Linked DNA regions of Mus musculus: region 1 is linked to region 2. A link is a contact called in public promoter capture Hi-C data. All regions are on one chromosome and are shown on one strand. The core of a region is the stretch at or near the end of the contact, and the rest is flanking DNA. Distances in the headings are between cores, read along the strand shown. Region 1 holds the start of Ero1b (endoplasmic reticulum oxidoreductase 1 beta). Region 2 holds the start of Wdr37 (WD repeat domain 37).

Region 1 (7,598 bases), core at 4,510-7,009, 3.7 Mb after region 2:
ATGTACGTACTTAGTGCCACTTTGTTAAATTTAAGTCTCTTTGTTAAATTCATCCACCTGAGGCAGTTTTCAAGTCTTTGCTAACAGCAGTAACAGACATTTCAAGTTTTGCTCTGAAGTTAACCAATGAAAAAGAAGTTAATTTTATAGCATAAAGACCTTACTTGCCTATGTGGACCTAAAACATTTTGATAGGACTCATTCCCTTTACTGCCACTTGCCCTATGTCCCTCACTGGTCATCCCATTTCCCTTGAGAAAAACTGTTAAAGCTTAACTGTGTACAACACTGGCCGTTCCTCCAGAGGACCCGATTCCCAGCACCCACAGGGCGGAACCGGACACCCATGCGGTACCCAGACATGCATGCAGACAAAACAACCGAACACATAATTAAAAAAAAAAAAAACTTAAAAAAATTGTTTCCAGGAATGATTCCAGCAGTGTGGCAATCTGTTATTCCCAATCTTTTTTGGTCTCCAAATCTACCTCTGCTCATTTCTTAATGAAAAATGGTCTATTTCATTTTACTCTATTTTCCAAGAACATTCTTTGTCAAAATAAACCTGCTAACCAGCCCTCCACAGGAAACATTCGGGGGCCCTGTATCCTGGAAAGTTATAACATAACTGAAGAGAGTGAAAAATACTAATTATTAATCAACAAACACATATTCATTGCTGCTCATAGGGATTGAGATAGCACTCAAAAGAATATAGTGTGAGATAGGTCTGCCTAGAACCTTATACTCTAGATGGAATAGAATGCACAGACCCAGGAAAAGTGAGTCCTAACTTAGATCAGAAGATGATCAGAGTTTTGGGTAGAAAACCTAGCATTTGGTAAGTACAGGAATGAGATGATTAGTGATCAGATGTTCTTATCGTGGCAGGTGGTGTGGAATAGGAAGAAGGAGAGAAAAGGAAATCTGTAAGAGGAATGGAGACAAACAGATTTGAAAGCAGAACAGTGAACCTGAGGAAATGACTTCTCTGCTCCTGTGTGTGCATTTGTGACTATAATTGCAGTGTATGAATCTCTCTCTCTCTGTATGTGTGGTATGTGTGTGGTGTGGTGTGTGTGTTTCTGTCTCTCTATGTGTGGTATGTGTGTGTGGTGTGTGGTGTGGTGTGGTGTGTGTGTGTGTGTGTGTGTGTGTGGTGTGGTGTGTGATGTGTGGTGTGGTATGTGATGTGTGGTGTGGTGTGTGTGTGTTGTATGTGTGCGGTGTGTATGGTGTGTGTGGTGTGTGAGGTGTGTGTGTGTGTTGTATGTGGTGTGGTGTGTGTGGTGTGGTGTGTGATGTGTGGTGTGGTGTGTGTGTGTTGTGTGTGTGTTGTATGTGTGTGGTGTGTGTGTGTGTGTGGTATGTGTGTGGAGGAGAGAAGCTGACATGCAGTTCTCCCTTATTTTCTCCATCTTATTTTTTTGAGATTTTTTGAGATTCTGCTAGCCCGGCTGGCCAGGAAGCTCTACCTGTCTCCATCTCCCAGTGCTGGGTTAACAAATGCTGTCCCGACATTTCTGGCTTTTATGGCAAACACCTTACCAGCTGAGCCTTCTCCCTTGAAGGGTGAATCTGAAAGCTAGGCCTTGTGACAGAGGCCTGTGATCCCAGATACTCAGAGGCTGAGGAAGAAGGGTCAAATGGCAAGGCCTATCGGTGCAACTTAGCAAGAAGAAACAAACAAAAAAGGGCTGGGCAGATGGCTCAGTGGTTAAGTGCCACTGACAGCATCCATTCCAAAAGGTGAGACATACTCAGTTCACCCATGCTCAGTTCCGTTAGGCTCCTTTGAGAGTTACAGGAAATGAGATCATGCCTCACCACCTGTCATAATTTGGATATAAAATGTCCCCAGAGGCTCCTGTATTTGAATCCTTGGTCAGCTGGTAGCATTGTTTTGGGAGTTTGTGAGCCCTTTAGAAGGGGGACCTGCCTTGAGGAAATCAGTTTCTGGGGTGTGTGTGTGTGTGTGTGTATGTGTTGTGTATGTAGGGGTAGGTGGGTAGGGGTGAGTGTGTATGTCTGTGAGGTGTGTGGTATTATGTATGGTGTGTGTGTGTGTATGTGTTGTGTATGTAGGGGTAGGTGGGTAGGGGTGAGTGTGTATGTCTGTGAGGTATGTGGTATTATGTATGGTGTGTGTGTGTTTGTGTGTGTGTATATAGGGGTAGGTGGGTAGGTGCCTGAGGTTTAAAGCCTGACTTTTTTGTTCCCTAGCCTCATGTTCCCATGGCTACAGATTAGAGCCTGGTCCCCTGCTTCGGTGTATCTCCCTACCACATGACGGATGGACTCACCTGTTTCCCCTTCAGTTGTTTCTTGCTGGTCACAGCAATGAGAAAAGTAACAGATCATCTGTACTGAGAACATTGACCCACCCTCACCACGTCAATGGGAAATCATCACTGTTTGCCCCGAAGGACTTGTACTAATTGACAAAAATTGGTCCTCACTCTTTCTACAATTGATCTGTGAGGCTCATATATTTTTTTCCACTGAAAGAAAAACAATTTTCCTGTCCCTTAGTTCCAGAAAATTAGGCTTGTCTAAGCCAGGTGGTTTGTAAATAATAAATTGCATTATCTGCAAAAACATATTACAGCTTTATTTGGTATACTTTTCTGTGTACCCATAGACCGGGACATCTGTGACAATTTAATGAATATAGAGTGCAAGCCAAGGTTAGAAAGAAAGAAAGAAAGAAAGAAAGAAAGAAAGAAAGAAAGGATGAAAGAAAGGAAGGAAGGAAGGAAGGAAGGAAGAAAGAAAGAAAGAAAGAAAGAAAGAAAGAAAGAAAGAAAGAAAGAAAGAAAGAAAAGTGCTTTTAAAGCCAGGCCTGGAGGCAGGCCTGCAATTCTGGCTACTCAGTTGGCTTGAGGCACGTACATGGAAATCTCATGGCCTCTCTAGGCAACTTAGCAAGATTTAAAAAAGGGAGTTGGAGAGATGGCTCAGTGGTTAAGAACGCTTGCTGCCCTTGCAGAAGGGCCCAGTTCTCTCCTAACCACCCATAGCAGGCAGCCCCCAGCCTCCTATAACTCCAGTTCCAGGGGGATCTGATTCCTTTCTCTGTCATCTGCAGGCACTGCATGCACACACATATATGCATAAATAAAAATGTTTTTAAAATGAAACCATGAAGAGGGCCAGGGACATGGCTCAGTAGTAGAGTGCTTGTCTGACATGTGTGAGGCCCTAGGTTCAATTTCTACAACCACAAAAAATAAAGTAAATTCGTGAGACATACTTAGAGAATGGCTTCCATGAATTTGTGTACCTCTTCCCATTCTTTGTAATCCTGCAGGATTTCTGTTCTCTCTCTCTCTCTCTCTCTCTCTCTCTCTCTCTCTCTCTCTCTTTCTCTCTCCCCTTCTTTACCTCCCCTCATCTCCCCTTCTCTCAGCTAAACTTGAGGAGTAATTTGAAGTTTGATGGGAGGATAGAGTGTGAAAAGTAACCGAGAACAATGAGCCAAGCCAATGGGAATGTTCTGGAAAAGTCCAGAACGGTCCATGCTCCTTTTGGTCCTTGAGTCACACCCCGATGGACTCACTTTTCTGGAACTGTAAGTGATGAAGCCTTGTTCATTCCCAAAGTTGCCAGTTTTCCTGACTTATTACTAGTTTTCTTATTGTTTTTAAATCTAGCTGGATCTGAATTTTTCTATAGCTTGCTACAAAGGTTCTTCCTGTTTCAACTTGCAAACCCCTAACTAGGATGGGAAGTTTGAAGTTAAGGAGTGTAGGTAAGGAGCATGGGTATCATTATAAAGGCAATGCCTGCTCTAATAAGAAATAAACCGCAAGGCTAAAACAGAGGACAGTAGCTTATTCATCAATTAATCAACTCCTCATCCTGCTCATTACAGCAAACGCTAAAACAGATCACAGCACAGGGCAATGTGAACCTTTCTTTTTCATGAAAAACACCCATGTCTGATTTCACTCACTGAGAGAAAAAAATGTTTCCAAACATTGTGAGTAAAGTTTCTGAGCTAAAACAAATGGTGTGTGTGCCATTATAATCTTTGTAAACTTGTTTTTCTTCTACCAATTGAAAAGTTGATAGAAAAGCTCAAGTTTTTCTTTGTGACAGGCCCTGAAGTGCTCCGAATGACAGGCATGGTTTCTGCCCTTGATATCAGATATTTAAAATGTGAAATTTAAAAATAAGGCAGTTTATAACTAAAAAAAATGGCTATGTTCCATGATGTACACATTATCTGGGCCAATTGCAGCACAAAGGGACCTGAGGAAAGTCCCATGCATACCCAAAGCGCAGAGCGATGAAGAGCATAGAAAGGCAGCTTTGAGAAGCAAGTCGCACACAGTTCTCTGTTAGCTATGTGGAGAAAAGGGAGCTGGTGACATGGGAAGATGGCCTGTGAAGTTCCAGGGTCTTGGACTGGTTTATTGTTCTGTTGTCTCCGCCTTAAAAGTCTTCTCATTTCCCCTGGACTTTCATTTCTGGCTGACCCTACAGATCATGCAGTGGGTCTAGATGGAATCATGGATGCGAATGTTCTCATGTTACCAGAGAGGCCAGAGGAGATTTTGAAGATGTGATTAAGGATTTTGAGATCAGGAAATTGCCTGGGTTATCCGGGTGAGCACCATGCAATCGAAAGTCTTTATATGTAGGGACACAAGAGAGATAGGGTCAGAAAGCACAGACGACAAAAGCAGGCTATGCCACTGTGTCATGTGAGGTCCTGAATCTAGGAATTTGATTGGCCATAGAAGCTAGAAAAAGCAAGGAAACATTATTCTCTAGAATATTCCAAATGGATGCAGTTTGTTTTAGTTTTCTGGCTTCCAGAATGTAAGATAATACATTGGGGTTGTTTTCAATCACTACCCTTCTGGTCATTTGTTACATCAACAATGACAAATTGATACATACTACTGAATGTAAGTTTCCTATAACTCAGGAATATCGGTAAAGTTAGCGATTACCATTAATTGATCACTTATTTGCTAGGGACTACAGGAAGCTTATGTACATAACCTTACATAATCCCAGAACAATATTTGAGGTGTAATTAAGACCACAAAACCATCTAGAATGTGTTACATTTGGGATAGTCTATGTCCCTTTAAGCTTTTCTGTGCGTTTATCCCGATTCTTCGTTTTTCACTGTATAGACTGGGGTTTTCCTTCATCCTTTAAAATGTATTATAGATTTTCTGGTGTTGGTAGAGGAGTAGTGGAGACACCAAGCAATGATACTTCTGGGGCATGTGACATGAAGGAGGTGCTGAAGACTTCCTGACAAGATGCCAGGTGGTTTTAGGTAGCTGCAGAGGTGAGAAAAAAGGCAAAGAAAGCTCTTGGGAATAGCAAGTCAAAGATTCGGCCGGCCTGGCGAGAAAATCCTGGCCCCAGTAGGTCAAGCGGTGACAAAGAGCTATTGGCATAGTGCCTGAAGACCTGCGGGGATGGGGGTGGACAGTCTTGTTTCTCAGAGCGACGAAACAGAGGTTCCACCACCTCAGGCCAACCCCTAAAACAGCACCCACTCTCCCGCCTGCTCCTGGGTGTTTTGGAGGCCTCGTGGTCCCGCCTCATTGGCCGCCGCGGAGCCCCGCCTCAGGGAGGCAGAGCGACCTCCGAGCCTGTAGTTCTCCATTTTCAAGACCTTCCCACTGTGGGGGGGCCCCAAGGGGCTACAGGGACTACAACTCCCAGAAGGCTTTGCGCAGAGGGCGTGATCATAACTGAGGACGCCGGGGGCGGGGCCTCCTGGGATGAAGCGGGGGCGCGCAGCACTGGTACATCAGTCGCTGCTGCTGCGAACGGTAGAGTGTTCCTTGCCCGAGACCGGCGCTCAGACCCCGGGTCCTGGAGGCTCCCGGCTCCCAGGCACTGCCCCCTGCTGTCGTCGTCGCGGCGGGCCGTCGTTCCCCAGCCCCGATCGGCCGAGGCGACGGCAGCGGCCGAGGTCACCATGAGTCCGGGGTTCCGCCGGGCCGTTACTGGGCAGGGGGCGGCGGCCGCGGTGCAACTGCTTGTCACCCTGAGCTTCCTCTCAAGTCTGGTCAAGACTCAGGTAAGCCCGAGGACCAAAGGCAGGGGACGGGTCACGCCGGCGTCGCCGAGAGGCCGAGGTGCAGGTGCGAGTGGCCAGCCAGGGATTGAGAACCGCGCCGGCTAGTGCGGGAAACGTCTGTAAAGCGCGGCGGGCGCGGGGACACGACACGCGTGGTGATGGTTTACGGAAGAGGAAGATGGTGACGGCCAGTAAGCGCTAGCGGCTTTATCTTTGTGATGGTGACGGGGAGACACAAGTCTTGAGTGGTGAAGGTGTTGGGGACACAAACCTCTGACATCCTTCCCTCAGATGACAGGGAGGCAGACCCTCCATCCTCTTCCTGGGCTAGAGGGGGCATTACTTCATTTCCTTGAACTTGTGCTCTAGAGATAGCTATAGGCATTACCCGCTTTATAATTATCCACCTGTCCTACGTATGCAAAGTGGCATGCCAGGTGAGCCCAGTTATGACACTGGAGGGCCTAGGCCCCTACTGTGGGCTTCTTAAGTCTATAGTGAGGCTTGCTGGCTGGACAGTCCGGTAGACTTTGACGTTGCCTTGGTTAGGCAGGTATTACTGAAGTGTTCACTACATACTCGAAAGCCAAAGCACAGCCTCTTGCCTTGAAAAGAGATAGGTTAGCTCTGCCTCTTTTAGTGAGGAAGGTTTGAACAGGTTGCCAGATGCTGCTATATCTTGTCTGCACCTGCTGCAAAGTGCTAGCTCGAAGAGCCAAAACCGAAGAAAAACAAAAGTGTCTCAGATGGCCTGATAATGAGGGGCATGCAGTTTGAAGCAATTAACACTCATTGCTAAGAGAAAAAAAAATGATGGTAACTGTGAGAGTAACCGTGTAAACATGTTTTTCTGCCTTGTTCATGGTGTTATGGTGTCCAGCATGAAGTCCTAGAATACAAGAATATTCTGTTTGTGTCCATGTGTGAGTTCTCTTGAATGATTTGATAAAAATAAACAGCTAGGAACAGTGGCATACACCTGTAGCCTCAGCTCTCAGGGGTAAAAAACACAAACAGTAGGAAAAACAGTAGGATTGCCGCAGGTTGGACGCTGGCCTACATATTGAGATTCTGGGTTAGCCAGGACTACATAGCAAGACCCTCTCTCAAAAAACTAAACAATGAACCAGTCAGAGAAAAGAAGGAAGAAAGGGAAAGGAAAAGAAACCTTTTGTTAAACGTGGAGCTTGCTGAGTCCATCTGGAACTGAGCAAGGAATCAGAATTTTAAACAAGCCTTGTAAGTGTCTGTGATGCAATTGTTCTTTCCACTATACTTTAGTCAGGCTTGGCAAACACTATGATAGGATTCTGGGTGTATCTATCAGATTTAGAAAAAATAAATTTCCTAGGCTGTCAATAGCAAAGTTACTTTGTAGTTACTAGTTTGAGTGTTTGACTTGAGTGGAGCTTACATTTAGAACTTTTAAATAAAGTCTGATTTCTTGTTTTCTTGCTTGATATATGTCATTAATTAATTGTATACTTTTAAAATCACTAGTCTAGAAGCTTCACTTAAGGTTTCTCTAGCTACCAATAATCAC
Region 2 (6,919 bases), core at 921-3,420:
TATAAACAAGGCAGAACAATACATGTCCAGCTTTAGTGCAACATATTTAACAAATGAATAAAATCTCTACACACACTGTTAATATACCAAATTCACTACCTTGGTAAATGGTATAACATTAAACCGCACCAATGAACACTTAGCTCTCTCTCTTTTCAAGGCTCTTTTTAGTATGTATGTTCCACAGTAAGGTGTTACTACCTACAGTATCAGATTTTTATTAAGTACATACAACCAAACAGGAAGCCTGCTGAAGTAGTTTTATAAGCAATACAACAAACAATGTATGCTTTTATTTGAGATAATATAAAACATTACTCTCTATTTCATACTTTGGAGGAAGAATTTTAATTTTCTTTCAACAAGAAAAAACTGATTTATTTCAAAATAAATACCCGGTTTATCCCAAAAATGTTAGTTATACATTAAAAAGATGGTTATATAATTTGCAGATGGTAGTATAAACTATAAAATGTCACTGAACCTCCAAAAGTTCAATAAAGGTATTAATAATATTAATATTTTAAGTGTTGATTGTAATAGTACTTTTAAAATTAACTTCTAGAGGGCTGAATCAATGCAATATCTAACCAGTAACAGAAAAGAGAATGGTCTCTACACGCAACCTTGGAAATCTGTCACCAGAATTAAGTTACTTAAAATGTTCTGTCACTGATGAGATGAAGGCAAATGATGCACACTTATCGAGTCTAAGGATGGCACTGAGCTGACAGGCATCAGTAATTAAATAAGCTACCACCAAGAATTTTTTTCTCAATAACCAAAAAAGAAATTCAAATCTAGAAAGCATATCTTTCTTTGAATAAATCAGGACAGGACAACTAACAAAACTCTTAGTATCACTGCTGGGGGAAATACCCAACCCCAAGGATTTTACCTCAAATCAAGGGCAAAGTAAGATAACAGACCAACGTACCTATACTAAAGGAAGTAACATCTCAGAGTAAGAAAACCAAAGGAAGCATACTTAGGTCCTGTGTCCAGAAATTTATGCAAGAAGGCTTGATATACACTGCAAAAACGTAGCTGTCATAAACATCAAGGTCACACTGTTATTTCATGTGGCCACTGGCCACTGCTCTGCGTCTCCTATGGGCAACACTAATAGAAGGCCTCTACTTACTTTGGTCAGGTTATATTTATATATACTATGCTCAAGTATGTGGCTTAGGTGTCAAAGAGAATTTACAAACACTTGAAAATGTGATCGGCAAAGTAACCAAAACAGCAAGGAAGGTAGCATAATAGAAGATTTCTTAGAAAAGGGAGAAGTATCCTGGAGGCTTATTATCACCAGGTGTACTGCTTAGAGGTAAAAAGGTTTCAGTACCGCTTTGATGGCATACTTTGTAGGCCACAATAAGCAATGTAAAGAAAACCCATCTGAACTTCAAAGAAACTGCCTAGCAATCTACATCCGGGCAAGAGAGTGAGTGGTGTAGAGCTAACGGTCCTCGTCTTCAAGCACAAGAAACATCGAAGAGTTCAAGTTAGATGATAAAACCTCTAAGAACCTGATCAATCGTTCGGTTATGTCTGCTCGCGAAGTGAAATGGCATATTTATGCAACTTTTTGGTAAAACTGGCCCATTATGATGCCTTAAAACTTAGGAAATAGAAGTGTACGGGGAAGAAAAGGAAGTCTTCAGAAAGAGAAACAAAGGCGTGGCGGGGTTTTACCACTTCAGCATCTGCTTACCCCATCTCCGCCCCCCACCCTTCCTCCTTCCCAGAGGCCATACCCCGTCTTTGCGGGATCGAAGGCCACCATCTTCGAAAACTCTGGGCTTCCCACGGGACACAGACAGCCAGGTAGACGCCACTTGAGTACACAGGGAGCCAGAGAGAGTGCGCAGGATTAGGACTGTATCCTTCATCCACCTCGAAGCCTCGTCCCCACCGCCACCCGGACACCTGACATCCCCCGAGCGCCCGAGAAGGATGCCAAGCCAGACAGCTGAGAAGATGGCGTCACCTGTCACAGCAGCAGCACTCGCGTCCGCCTGGAACCAGCCTACGTCGCACTCAATTCGTAGATCCCCCCGCGACGAGGCTCCCGAGGCAGACCCAGAGCAGGAAAAAAAACCGGCCGATTCCCGCACTGACACAACCCGGCGACCCGAACTGGCGCGCCCGTACTTCCGGTAACTGCGGAAGTCCCGCCCTCAGAGATGGTCCTTAAAAAAAAAAAAACAGACCGGAAGCTCCGCCCCATGCCCAACGGCTGCGGAAGTTCTTTCCTGGTCTCCTTCGCTCAGTCCCACAGGCTTGTTCCGCGGGATAGTCTCCTGTTTTGGCTTTCGGCTTTGACGCCGGGTCCTGGAGACCTAAACTATGGCCTAGCAGCGCGCTGAGCCAAGACCCAGCGAGTGACTGCAGAACGAGTATGGCGTCCCCTGGTGGCGCAAGTAGGCTCAGCGCTTTCCCTGTTAGGAGCTTTCCCAAGGTGCTTACAGGCACTGCTAGACCCCAAATTCTGCACCACACACTAACGGTACACGCGATCCTTGCACGAATTGCTCCCCGAGACCCTGTAGCGTCGGTAACAGGGAGAAGCACACACAGCCTCCCGGACCGTGGGTACTTACCACTGCAGGGATTCCGGTGAGGGGTCCACGGTCAGGCAGGTTTTAAGTCCATCTGTCCTAAACACTCGCACAGCCCAAAAACTGGTAAGAAAAATAATCTATTAAAATGCAAAGTCGAGTGTACTATTTAACGTAATCGCTTTCAGAATCTCTCAAATCCAACTGCTTTACAGGCTGATCTGCTAGGAATGGCTCCTCAGGCAGGGCTCAGTGGGAGTCTTGCTAGCTGGCTGCAGGAGAGCCTGGTAGAGATAGAACTATTAATATTTCAGCTTATCTGCAGAAGATGACTCACCCAGTTTCCTTCTGAAATATCTGATCACCATTGGCTAAGAGGGGAAAATAGAATCAGCTGTTCACTGCAAAAGGTGGGACTTGAGCCGCTTTTCCCCGTTAATCAGGGTTGGGAAGACCTACATAGCAGAATGGAGCTGTTACATAAACAGCCTTGTCTCTGCGAGCAACTTGAACTAGATGTTTAAAACTCACCTACAGTAAAAGCATGATAGTATTTTCCTTCTATATGGGTCAACATTCTTCCTATAAGATAAAACTGAAGGTTCAGATTCAAGAAGCAGTAATGCAAGATGTTTGCTGGAGAAGAAATAAATTTATCGTATTTGGAGACTCGAATAACCAAAACATTCTGTACAAGAAATTGTGGGTTACTTGTGTATCAAGTATAATATTCAGGGGGCTGGAGAGATAGCTCAATGGTTAAGAGCTCTGACTGCTCTTAAACTGAGTTCAAACCCCAGCAACCACATGGTGGTTCACAACCATCTGTACAGCTAGAGTGTACTTGTATACATAAAATAAATAAATAAATCTTTTTTTAAAAAAAATATAGTATACAAAGCTTATCACTAGTAACAGTCTATAAATATGAACTGAGAAAAAAAAGATTTGGCTTCTCAGAGAAATCACTGTCAAATTTGGAGGCTGTGATATTTATTTAAGAAAATTTTAACTAGTAACAAAGAATGCATAAGACATTCTGCTGTTAATGATAGCCAGCAGAAAGTACTGTAAAGCATAGTTCCATATCCAAGTAGCATTCCACTAAGTTTGCAACAAAGCAGCCACATTTGGGTGCCACTTAAGATACTTTTAATGGAAGTACATTTTATCTTTGGTATATTTAGAGTTCCACCAAAAAAAAAAAAAAAACAAAGCGTGGTGGTTTTAATAAAATGGCCCCCATAGGCCTAGAGGGAGTGGCATTATTAGGAGATGTTGCCTTGCTGGAGTAGGTGGGATGTTGCTGGAGGAAGTGTGTGCCTGAGAGCAGTCTTTAAGGTCTCAGAAGGTCAAGTCTGGCAAGTGAGTCTCAGTCTCCTACTGCTTTCAGATCAAGAAGTAGAACTCTCAGCTCCTCCTGCAGTACCATGTCTGCCTGCATGCTGCCCTTCTTCCTACCAAGACAAGAATGGACTGAACCTCAGAGCTGTAACCAGCTCCAGTTAGATGTCTTTTGTAAGAATTGCTGTGGTCTTGGCGTCTCTTCACAGCAAGGAAACCCTAAGAGGTAGCTGTCTGTTAAGAGCACTGAGTATTCATGCAGAAGACCCAGTTTCAGTTCCCAGCACCCACAGGTTACAATTGACTGTTGTTGAGGTTCAGAAATTGCATCACAAACCATACGAACACAGATCTCAGGTAAGCAAAAATGGTTTGTAGAACACACACTCCAAGACTGATCAATCAGGACCACAAAAAGGATTCGGGAACCTAATTTTGTGGTACCAGTCTGTTTTTAGGGCAGGCTTTTTATAGGAAAAAACAGATTCAAAGGTTTAGAAGGTAAGGGGGTTGTGGGGGAGTAGCACAAAATGTTGCCTAACTAGACAAAAGTAGTAGCTGCTAACTTTAAGCTGATTGGTCCTGAGTAAGGTAAGAGGGGTGGCAGGTAGTAAAAGGGAATTTCAGAGCACTGAGATAACAGAGCATAAGTACTATAATCATAACTTCTTGGCTTATTAGTAGCATTCTTCAGTGTCAGCTATGGATAATCACTTCTGGAAAGTGGAGTCTGAGAACTGAACTTAATTTCAACTTATGAGCAAAATGGAGACTGAATACAAAATTGCTGCAGTGATGTTAAAAGGAGCAGGCTTCAACATCTGTAATTTCAGTTCTGTGGGCTCCGATGCCTTCTTCTGATCCCCTCAGGTATAAAGCACACATATGGTGTACATGTATGTAAAATATTCATACATATAAAGTTTTAAAAGTTTAAAGAAAAAAATTAGCAGGGCAGTGACAATGCATACCTTTAATTCCAGCCCTTGGGAGGCAGAGATGAGAGGATCTCTGGGTTCAAGACCAGTCTGGTCTATAGAGTGAGTTTGAGGATAGCCAGGGCTATAGAGAAATCCTGTCTTGGGGAAAAAAAACAGCCTAAAGTGAAACTGTTTGCATAATATTAGTTTTGAAAGTGCTATATGAATCTGAGTTACATAAAGGAGCATTACTCATGCGTACTGTACTTGTATTGTGCAATCCAAATCCTACATTTCACCATCTCAGGATTATATACAAGGGCATCATTGTGAAGATAATACACCTAAGTGACCTAAGTAACAGAATCTTCACAAAATACAATGTTGAAATGTAAATATTATGATATTGTGTTAGTTTTCTGATGCTATGACCAAGATACCTGATTTGAAAAAGGAAGAGATCATTTCTTCTGGTACATGGTTTCAGGGGAATTAGTTCATAGTCACTTGTGCAGGACATGGTGGTAAGAACATTTGGCAGAATAAATTCTTCACCTAATGTCAGACAAGAAGCAAAGAACAAAGCAAGGGGAGGCCAGGAATAAATACCCTTAAAGGCTTATCTTAGACCCTACCTATAGTTTCCTCACTTTTTCCAAAGTAGCACCCCCATCTAAGGGACATGCACCCAAAATGTGACCCTGTGAAAATCATTTTGTGAAAGTATAACATTATGCTCTTGGCCTCCCAAGACTCATGGTTACCTCATAATGCTAAATGTGTTGAGTCTACTCCCAAGAGTCTCCAAACTCCGTAACAATTACAAAGTATTTTCTGAATGTTCGTGTGTGTGTGTGTGTGTCTGTGTGTGTACATGAACACAGTTGTCTAAGGAATCCAGAAGATAGTGTGGATCTCCTAGAGTTATAGACCACTATAAGCATCTAAACATAGCTCTAAAAATCAAACTTAAGTCCATTACAAGAGCCGTTCTTACTGTTAACAGCTGAGCTATCTTGACAGCCATCTCAAATACTTAAATTCAAGTTTCTTCTGAAACCCAAAACAAACTTAGCAATGAGCCTATATAAAAACAAGTTACGGGCTGGTGAGATGGCTCAGTGGGTAAGAGCACCCGACTGCTCTTCCGAAGGTCAGGAGTTCAAATCCCAGCAACCACATGGTGGCTCACAACCATCCATAACGAGATCTGACTCCCTCTTCTGGAGTGTCTGAGGACAGCTACAGTGTACTTACATATAATAAATAAATAAATATTTAAAAAAAAAACAACTTACATCTTCCAACATTCAAAGGCAAAAAAACAAATATTGCTGTTATACAAAGATGAACAGGAAGAGTCTTAAGGTATGATTCCCAAGTTTCATCTCTTTATATACTTCCCATATAGAGAGGTAGTCATATGACTCTGAATTGCATAAAGAGGCCTATGCGGGCCCCCAATGGAGGAGCTAGAGAAAGTATCCAAGGAGCTAAAGAGATCTGCAACCCTATCGAAGGAACAACATTATGAACTAACCAGTACCCCAGAGCTCTTGACTCTAGCTGCATATGTATCAAAAGATGACCTAGTCGGCCATCACTGGAAAGAGAGGCCCATTGGTCAGGCAAACGTTATATGCCCCAGTACAGGGGAATGCCAGGCCCAAAAAATGGGAATGGGTGGGTAGGGGAGTGGGGGGGGGGGACTTTTGGGATAGCATTGGAAATGTAATTAAAGAAAATACGTAATAAAAAAAAAAAAGAGGCCTATGCATGCAGAGAAGACTTCTACATTCTATCATACATTCAGAATCATGTATTTGGATTGCACCAAAACAAGACTAAAATTCAGCATGGAAAGCATTAAAATGTGTAGCTACCTGGAAGGCTTGTGGAAGAGTTGGGGGAAAGGTTGAGGAATCCAGAGGGAACAGAAACTCCATAAGAAGACCAACAAAATCAACAAACCTGGACCCTTGGGGGCTCCCAGAGACTGAACCACCAACCAAGGAGCATATAAGGGCTGGACCTAGCCCCACCACCCAACCTGATGTGCAACATGGACTTCATGGGGGTCCCCCAACA

What was found. Promoter capture Hi-C pulls out the DNA fragments that hold promoters and counts their contacts.
Region 1: a promoter capture Hi-C map of pre-B cells shows a contact between it and region 2. The contact joins the promoter of Ero1b here to the promoter of Wdr37 in region 2. A contact is called at or near these places in 2 of 39 promoter capture datasets (cranial neural crest and pre-B cells) and 2 of 484 Hi-C or Micro-C datasets (B cells and CD4 T cells).

What each region holds. Positions count from the first base shown.
Region 1 is chr13:12,560,124-12,567,721 of GRCm38.p6, forward strand. It overlaps Ero1b (endoplasmic reticulum oxidoreductase 1 beta), which reads left to right and starts at 5,760. Exons shown (of 16, transcript NM_026184.2): 1 at 5,760-6,055. The coding sequence starts at 5,954.
Region 2 is chr13:8,868,874-8,875,792 of GRCm38.p6, forward strand. It overlaps Wdr37 (WD repeat domain 37), which reads right to left and starts at 2,171. Exons shown (of 14, transcript NM_172445.3): 1 at 1,997-2,171.